2 separate regions of the Hordeum vulgare genome follow, and region 1 is linked to region 2. A link is a contact called in public Hi-C data. All regions are on one chromosome and are shown on one strand. Each heading gives the region's core, a stretch centred on a gene start, on an enhancer-like site or on the middle of the called end of the contact. The rest is flanking DNA. Distances are from core to core; before and after follow the strand shown. Region 1 has its middle 47 kb from the start of LOC123427482. Region 2 has its middle 100 kb from the start of LOC123427482.

Region 1 (4,394 bases), core at 1,602-4,101, 55 kb before region 2:
GTGCAAAAATCAAGACACGATGGAGCCTTTGCCTGGCGCGAGACGTATGCTGTTTTGGATGGTGCGGTGTCAGGGTCCGATATATACCAGCATATCGCATGCATCCGCGCCCTTTCCCTGCCGCTTCATGGAATTACGTCTGGTTCCTGCAGGGCAGGCTGCACCTCGCTGAGTGATACAGTGCAGCATCACACGACGTGTACGTGTGTGTACGTATGTGGATGCATTCGCTTGTGGTAGTTTGAGTTGGTCAGGTGGTCAGATGAGTCGGGCGCGTGTAACGTCGCCGTGCAAGTTCAGTGGAGTGTCCATGTCCATGTCGATGCATTGCACCTGGCGTGTAGCCCCATGAAAGGAAGGAGAGGACTCCGTGGTTGGCATGCAGGCTTCGATGAAATGGTAACGAGAGAGGATCCCGATTGGGAAAGGGAAAAGTCCGATAGGTTGACATGCAGAGAATAGTGAATAGATAGAGCGTGCAAATCATGTAAGACAAATGGCTTTCATACTAGTACTCAATCTCGTGATATACTTACTCCATTATTTATTTATTTTTCAGATGAACTTACTCCATGATGATCAGTGGAAAAACTGTACAGAGATATAGACTGCTGGAGCAATCCAATTCCAACAGGCCCGTTTGTCTTGGGCGGACAGGCCCCCCGTGTGGATGAAATAGAAACAAACAAAGAGAAGGTCGGGCTTTCATTGGTCGGGCCCACAAACAAGGAAACGTCGCATACCAAGCCAGCCCATTCTGAAAGCATCTCAAGCACACCCCGCAAAAGAGCGACCTGCAATAGGTCGCTGCGAAGCGATTTTGCAGGACCATTTGATGCATCAAAGATCAGATTTCGTATATGAAACTTAACAATTAAAAAAAGGTTCGTGGAAAACAACTACTACATCATTCATCAAACTACAACATGGTTCTTCATCAAACAACATAAGTTCTTCATACTACTACTAGGTAAGTGAAAGGGGATCTACAGGCCTGCAGCGTACCCGAGCCAATGCTACCAAAAACGACAGGTGCAGCGGCAACGACGCGGCGGAGGAGCCGGAGGAGCTCAGTCCTCGTCAGAGTCGAGGTCGATCCAGATCTTGTCCTGTTCGGCCTTCAGGACGTGCAGGTCCGCCTCCTTGGACGCGGTTGCCTGCGACGTCGTGACCCCTTGCTCGAGGAAGATCTGCTCGATCTCGAGCTCGCGACGGTTGCACGCGGCGTCCTCCGCCACCTTTCTCGCCGATCGCTCGATGATGGCGCGCATGAGGTGATCCTCCTGCCCCAGGGGCAGGTAGACCTCGGGGCCGATGACCCCTCCACGCAGCTGGCCGGCGTCATCCTCGAGCTTGACGGCGAGCGGCCCGAGCTCCTCCGCCCTTCTCTTCATCGGAGTGATGGTCCGCAAGGACGAGGCGCCTGCGGACGTACTCCCAACGCATGTGTTCTCACGCTCGTACTCCTCGAGCTCGTGGCGTTCGAAAGTCGGCGGCTGTAGGAGGCCATAGTTCAGCCACCTCCGTGATCCCCGCTTGTGTGCGGCGTCGGAGGCGCGGCAGCGACGACGCTCGGCGTCAACCCCTCCATTTCCGTGGTCGTCCATGGTTGGGACGACCCGCTGGTGGTTTTTTTTATCTCTTCGGCGGTGAGAAATTAGGGCGCAGTTGGAGTTCAATCGCGGCGGAGGATAGGGTTTGATCCGTAAACGCGTTGTGAAACCCCATATATGCCGGTTGGAGAGGACTTTTGCGGGCCGCGGTAAAAAATTTATGGGCCAGATGCGCGATACGGTTTCTGTTCTGGCCACTAAAACAGGCCAAACCCATATACTCGTTGGAATTTTGCGGGTTCGGTCCTTTTACGTGGTCTGCTAGAGATGCTCTCAAAGGAGCAACTAGTTAGGGAGCACTCCTTCCGAGCCTCCCGGATCGCTCTCACGTGCTGTCATTTGGCGCGCTCTCACCCACCGTCATTTGTCACGCTCTGAACGTTTTTTTTGGATTTTATTTTTTATTTTTTGCACGTGCTTTCGCTTTTTTAGAATGTTTATTTTTCTTTTTTTGTTGTTTCAGTTTTACATCAGTCCGTCTTAACTTTTCGATGGAGATATTTTTCTTCGTTTTTTATGTGAAAAAAATGCATTGTGATAAGCACGGTTTTGTTTTTAAGAGATGTACGTTTTTTCTTTCGCGAGAGGCATGGCCGTGTCTTTCGGAAATTAAAAAAAAACACATTTTCTGCTCTTTTTTCTGTCTACGAGAGGCATGGTTTTGCTTCTATGAAAGGCACGGCTTTGCTTCCACGGCGTGCCTCTCGAAAACGAAAAAGTGTAATTTTTCATGAGAGCCACGATTTTGTTTTCGCGAGAGACACGGACGTGTCTCTCGAAAACGAAAAAATATTTTTTTTTGTTTTTTTCGTGAAAGACACGAGTTTGTTTTCACTAGAGGCATCCCTCTCGGAAACGAAAAAAACGCGTTTGCTTTTTCTTCTATTCTATCTGTTTTTTCTCGTTCGGTTTTTTCGTGAAAATAAAATAAAATCTATCAACATGGTATCTAGTTTTAAAGATCTCAACGTGAAGAACTCAAAAGCAAAAATAAATCAAGATTTGGACGAATGATTTAAGAGATAAAACGTTTTAAAAATACGTATCTAAAAAAAGAGAAAAATCCCAGTTACGACAAGTGAAACACATGCAGTATGCAACTTGTCGCACCATGAAAATATGGAAATAAGTTTTGAAAAAAATACTCCTCAATTAGTGATTTTGCAATCTAGACCATCGACGGTCGTTGAGCCCATGCATGCATCCCTTTCCAGCCTCTCATGCATGCATCCCTTTCCAGCCATAGCGTTTTCCCTAGTTTGGCTACCCCCATTTAGTTGCTAGGGACAGATTGCCGTTGCACTCACCAGGTGACCAGGCGCACGTACTTTGATTTGGTCAGGTGGTCAGATAAATTGGGCGTGCGTAGCCCGTACGTGCAAGTCGAGTACAGTGTCAACGTCGACGCATTTGGCTCGTAGGGCTTCATGTGAAATGGAAACGGGGAAGATGGCATTTCGAGGAGAAATAAAATGTTTGGTAGCCTTGCAGATGGAGACGGTTCATAGTGCATGTACGACAAAGTGCTTTCACACATGATTCCAAGTTTATATTTCCATCTGAATAATTTTAGACTATAACTGAAGTTTTCTTTTCAGGATGTAACGGAACGTTGCAATAAGCAATGAAGAACGCAGAGTGAGGTCAAGGAGGACGAAGATAGAGACGACGCCCCTGCAATTGGACTCCGATTTTACTATTCTTTTTTCTTTGCAGAAAACTTCGATCCGGTTTTATACCATCTAATAAAAAGATGAATTCCCCTAAAAAAGATGGAGCAGAGGGAAGAACTTTTGGACTACTAACACAATGCCCGTGCCTTGGTACGAAGCCATAAAAACAATGATGTGATACTATTGGCTTAGGAAATCATCCAAAGATGATGATGTCTTACGTCTATTGCATGGTTTATGATTAAAAAGGGAACGTAAATATAACAAAAGGTCATGCTATAGTCACTGATGATTTTAAGAGTATTGTAGGTCCTTTGCAACATTTACAGTGAGATAACATTTTAAATTCTGAAACATAGGCGAAGGGACATGAGTAATTTCAGTGCACAAGGTCATGGATTTTGTAGGAGGACAGCGTTTATGACCATGTTGAAATTGCAATGTGGCCACTCTCTTCTATTATGCTATAAAACTGGATGAATTGATTGGATAGAGAAATTAAGACCATGATTTTGAATTGGAATCGTATGCATTTAAAGTTTGTATTTTTATAAGTGTTATGCTCATATTAGGATAGCAGCTACTTGTTTATCTGGGATGTCATATGTCTCACAACAATACCATTTGTTTATTACATCTTTTGGAAGGTTGCTAGTCTCACATGCTGATAGAAGTGCATTTGTTTATTTATATGGTTTCACATATGGACTCACCACCAACTCCAACCTTTATAAGAAGGAAAGATTATCCACCAACTCCGTCCAGCATGAGTGATCAGTAAAAAAAGAAAAGAAAAGAAAATATAGGTATTCAAAGATAAGGTAAAGCACTAGCTAATTTATTTATTCTTCAAATATACTGGTTATATTATCAGTTGGATCACGTAAGAATGAGCCAAGTCAATTGTCTTCAAGCGGGTAGCATAGTGAACATCGCCCATATCGTGTAGCAATCTATCGTGGTCATAGAAACAAAAAAATGGAGATCCAAGACAAACCTCAGATGGAGCTTTCGCCGGTTTGGGCCCTGTCCTTGATCCGGTAGGAAACAAACTGCCGCCAACGCTCGACGACAGTTTAAACACTGTGCAACATAACTACATATCACA
Region 2 (4,533 bases), core at 64-2,563:
ATTTTCATCATAATTTTAAATTACAAAATTGTTTACAATTTATTCCAAAATTGTTTAATTTTTTTTTTTAAATCATGATAGTTTTTTGAATTTTTGAACAATTATTCTAAAATACTAAATATTTTCCATATCTGAATATGTTTTTTCAAAAATGTTGAGAATTTATTCAATTTATGAATATTTATTGATTTTTTGAATTTTTTCAATTTAGAAACATTTTTAAAAATTCATGCACATCTTTTGAATAAGCAAAAGTATCATTCTTCCCAACTATCAATTTATTTAATTTTAGGAACTTATTTGAAATCCCAGACTATTAAAATTAGAAAAGTTAACGAAACGCAAAAGGAAAAAAGGAAACATAAGGTAAGTAAAAAAATAGGGCGCCTTTACATGTGCCTTGGTCGAAATGGCGTGCTAGCAAGCGTGGGGGTGCGATGTGCGTCTCCTCCTAATACGGCATCTCCTTTTTGGCACGTATGTAGCTCGTTGGGAGGTCCTATTCGACATATTGCACCCTTGGAGGAGACGCATCGCGCACATTTGTTGTGTTCCATTGACGGGCCTTCTATTTTTCCAATTTTGAACTTTTCATTTTCTTTTTTCTTTTTGGGATCTCTTTTCTATTCTAATTTTTATTACAAAAAAGTCACAAAATTTATTAAATGTGTGTATGGTATGCGCAATCAAGCATAAAATGTTCATATATTCCATAAAATCTTGAGGATTTACTTAAAAATCCCGTATGCAACAAGTGTTTATGATTTTCAAAACAGTTTAGGAAATCAGATATAGCTCACGTTTTTTGTGTATTCAATAAATTTTATGAAATTTAAAAATGATCACAAATTAAAATTTTGTCATGAATTTTTAAATGATGTGGTAATTTTAAGAATGTATATGTAATAAAAAAAAGTTCATCGGGCCAAAAATGTTTGTTGATTGAAGAGACTTGTCAAACCGTGAACAGTTTTTCAAAATCACGAACCTTTTTGGAAGATAGATCTTCTGAAAGGGTTCATTACGTTTAAAGAAAAATCACGGTTGAGGAATAATTATAACAAATTTGAAAACAAGATAAAAAGGAATGACAATATAATGAAGGGGAGAAAAAAAGAAAAAAACTGAAGAGAAAGAAACAGAAAAAAGAAAAAAGAAAAAACACCGGAAAGGAAAAGCATGGAATAAAAAAAAATAGTGGTTAACAATTCCCAACGGGCCAGCCCAAAAGAAATCCGAACGCTGTAGGTGGTACGCGCTAGGTCACTAACGAGCGACACATAATCATATTTGGCGTGTATGTCCCCTAATATAAATCTCGCTCCTACCCACCGAATGCATCCACGCCTTTTTGGACCATTCTTTTTAGGGATTTCTATCGAGGGATGCTATTTCGTGCTCGCGCGTTGAAACGCTCGGTTTCCGACACGACGGGGTTTCCATTCTAAGCTAACTTAGCATGACACGAGATCTTTTTTACGACGGCCCCACCCACCCCACGTGTTGAAATCAGGGGACAGAAAACATGGTACGAGGATGCGGGCCCATTGGTGAAACTCACGGGAGGGAAGAAATTATGATAGTACATGCATGGCCCTGCATCCGACATGGATAACTTTTCACGGCGCTTTGCTTATAGGAATCGGGCGTTGCGACACGTGAGCGTGAAAAAGTGATTTCGATTTCTACCCACCAGTTTTCGAAATGTTCTACAATATTCCCAAAGCCGGTTTATACATTTCCCTTTTTTCATTTAAGTATTTCCTTTTTGTTTATTTACCGTTTTGTTTTTCTTCATTTTTCCTTATTTTTTCATTTTATTTTTGTTTCTTGCGGAAGTCATTGATATTTTTGTACCCATTGTCTAATATTGTGAAAAAAAATGAAAATCATGAACTTTTTAAAAAGTTGTGAATATTTTGTTGAAAACAAGAATATTTTCCAAATTCATCAATATTTTATAATACCATGACCGTATTTTGAATACATGAATATTTTCTTCGATACATATTTTTTTACAATGATTTAAACATTTTTTAAAACCATGAACATTGTTGTTAAATCAATTTTTTTAGCAATTGCTGATTTTTTTAGGAAATTGGTGGACCATACACTGTAATTTACGAACCTGTTTTATACTCATGATCGTTTTTTGAATACATGATTTGTTTTCAATTGGCAAACATTTTGAAAAAGTTCAGTGTGCATTCGAGAAGTTTTCAACATATATTCAGATTAAATTTTCGACATGTATATGAAAGTTTAGTATACACATTGAACAAATTTAATCATTCGGCATCTATTTGAAAAATGTCCATGAATTTGGTAAAAAGCTCGCAAATTTGATTTTTTTTCTCCATAAGTTCAACAAATATCCAAAATTTGAAAACATGTTCATGATTTCAAAGAGAATATGCGTTGATTTGAGTAATGTTCATAATTTCAAAAAAAATTGAAAAATGTTTGCAAAAATTAAAAAGGTAGATGAAACTAAATAATAATAGGAAAAGAATTGAAACCAAAAATGAAAATCAAACTTATCAAAGAAATAGGTAGACATGCCGAGTGTCCTGCTAATCAAACCGGTGACCTCATGCTTTGAGGTTTGATGTACCTAATTTACGTTTGTGATTTTTGTTCTTCTAAATCTATGTACTTTTTCCAAAATTGATGTTTGTTTGTCAAACTTGACGATTTTTTTACTATTAAATACGAGAACGTTTTTCCAAATCAATTGATGTTTCCAAAAATGTTTTGTTTCCAGAATTGATGATTTTTTTAAAAACAATTAAATATTCTGAAAATTGTGATTTTTTAAATCTATGAAATCTTTTTCAAATACATGAACTTGTTAAAGAGTTTTTCAAAATTGATTACTCTTTTTGAAAAAAATTAACTTTCCAAAATCGATGAACTCTTTTTCTAAATTGATGTATTTTTTTCAAAATCATCAAAAAAATTAAGGTTTTTTTCCAAACCATGAACATTGTTTTCCAGATTCTTGTTTTTAAATAAATTATTTGTTTTTTCAATTTTTTTTTCAAATTGATGATTCCCCCCTCCAAATTCATGATTGATTTTTCAAATGTAAGCACGTTTTCGAAATTATTATTTTATTTTCTAAAAAATGAACATATTTTTGTAAAAATTATCAGTCAAATAGCCTAATGAGTAGCCCACTGTCATGGTCAACAACCAACTAGTGACCTGGGATCGGGGAGCTCCTACCCGCCGCTAGTTGCGGCTCGTTTTTTCTTTTCTTTTCGAATTTATACCAAAAAAACATTTTCTTGAATTGAAAGAACAAATTTTGAATTCCATTATATTTTCTTAATTTATGAACAAAGTTTGATAAAGAACATTTTTTTGAAATTTCAACATTTTTTAAAAGCAAGAATATTTTTTGGAAATTAAGAACAACTTTTAAACGCAAACTTGGTTTCTAAAACAAACTGTTGATATTCTGGAAATTTCTTAAAAATTACAGACATTTCCTTGAAATACCAAACATTTTTTGTAATAGCAAACATTTTTTGAAACACCTGAACATTTTATAAAGTTATAAATGTTTGTGCAAAACGGTAAATATTTGAAATCTATAATATATTTTTAATGAGAAAAAACATTTCTCGAATTTGGAGAACAATTTTCGAGATCCGAGAACATTTTAGAAAATCTCGAACATTTTTAGAAAATCCAGATAAGTTCTTTTTAAATCCAAAGCATTTTTCGAATTCAATGTATAATTTGTGAAAATCCAGATCATTTTTTGAAAATCCAAACATTTTTTAAAAAACAAAAACATTTTGTCGAATTTGAATTACAATTTTCTAAAATTCCGGTAAAAAAATTGAAAAGGGAAAACCATTTTTTGAATTTGAAGAATGATTTTTGAAAATTCCAAACATTATTTGAAAATCCAGAACATGGTTTGAAAATCCAAAATATATTTTGAAACAGAAAATTGTTATAATAAAGAGTAAAATAAAAGGAAACAAAAAACAATTCAGGAAACTTCTAAAAAGTTTTTCAAAACAAAAAAAAAAGCGTGTGAAAATCTTGATAAAGTTCCCACAACCGGGATCATTGCAACCCGTTAACGGTCCGGCTCATATAGCAACCTTGTCTTTTGAAGCATGTGCGAAAGCTCGGCTGGCTGCCGCAGAGAGCGGAGAATAGCTTGTTCCCTAAGATCGTGCGAATAGGTGCAACCTGCGATAAAACACTCGTGCTTTAATGAACTGACCCAATCAATCTTCTGCGTGGGCACCAGATCAAGAATCAACGGTAAAGGCATCGAGTAGGACCTCCCCTGTTCCTCTCGTAATAAGAGAATGTCGTAAACAATAAACAGGGGAGGTAGACAAACAAGGGAGGTAAACACACCCGCCCATGTGAGAAGGTGTATGCTTATATTCGTTTAATTGTGTGTGGGGGATGTGATTTAGATTTCGGGTGCATTTGCACCCAAATAAACAGTAGCCCAAAAATGATAGTAATTGTTTTCATTTATTTTTATTTATTTTTTTGGAT

What was found. Hi-C and Micro-C count contacts between places; a contact is called where the count stands out from the background.
Region 1: a Hi-C map of leaf shows a contact between it and region 2, with 4 times the contacts expected there. The contact joins two enhancer-like sites. A contact is called at or near these places in 2 of 6 Hi-C or Micro-C datasets (leaf and seedling).

The regions. Positions count from the first base shown.
Region 1 is chr2H:587,519,133-587,523,526 of MorexV3_pseudomolecules_assembly, reverse strand. No RefSeq gene overlaps it. Among protein-coding and RNA genes, the nearest start is that of LOC123427482, 47 kb to the left of the region's middle. Within about 2 kb of position 2,851, at least 1 of the 3 cell types and tissues checked has open chromatin away from gene starts, as enhancers often do. A contact at or near this core is called in leaf, where this site is marked.
Region 2 is chr2H:587,462,256-587,466,788 of MorexV3_pseudomolecules_assembly, reverse strand. No RefSeq gene overlaps it. Among protein-coding and RNA genes, the nearest start is that of LOC123427482, 100 kb to the left of the region's middle. Within about 2 kb of position 1,313, at least 1 of the 3 cell types and tissues checked has open chromatin away from gene starts, as enhancers often do. A contact at or near this core is called in leaf, where this site is marked.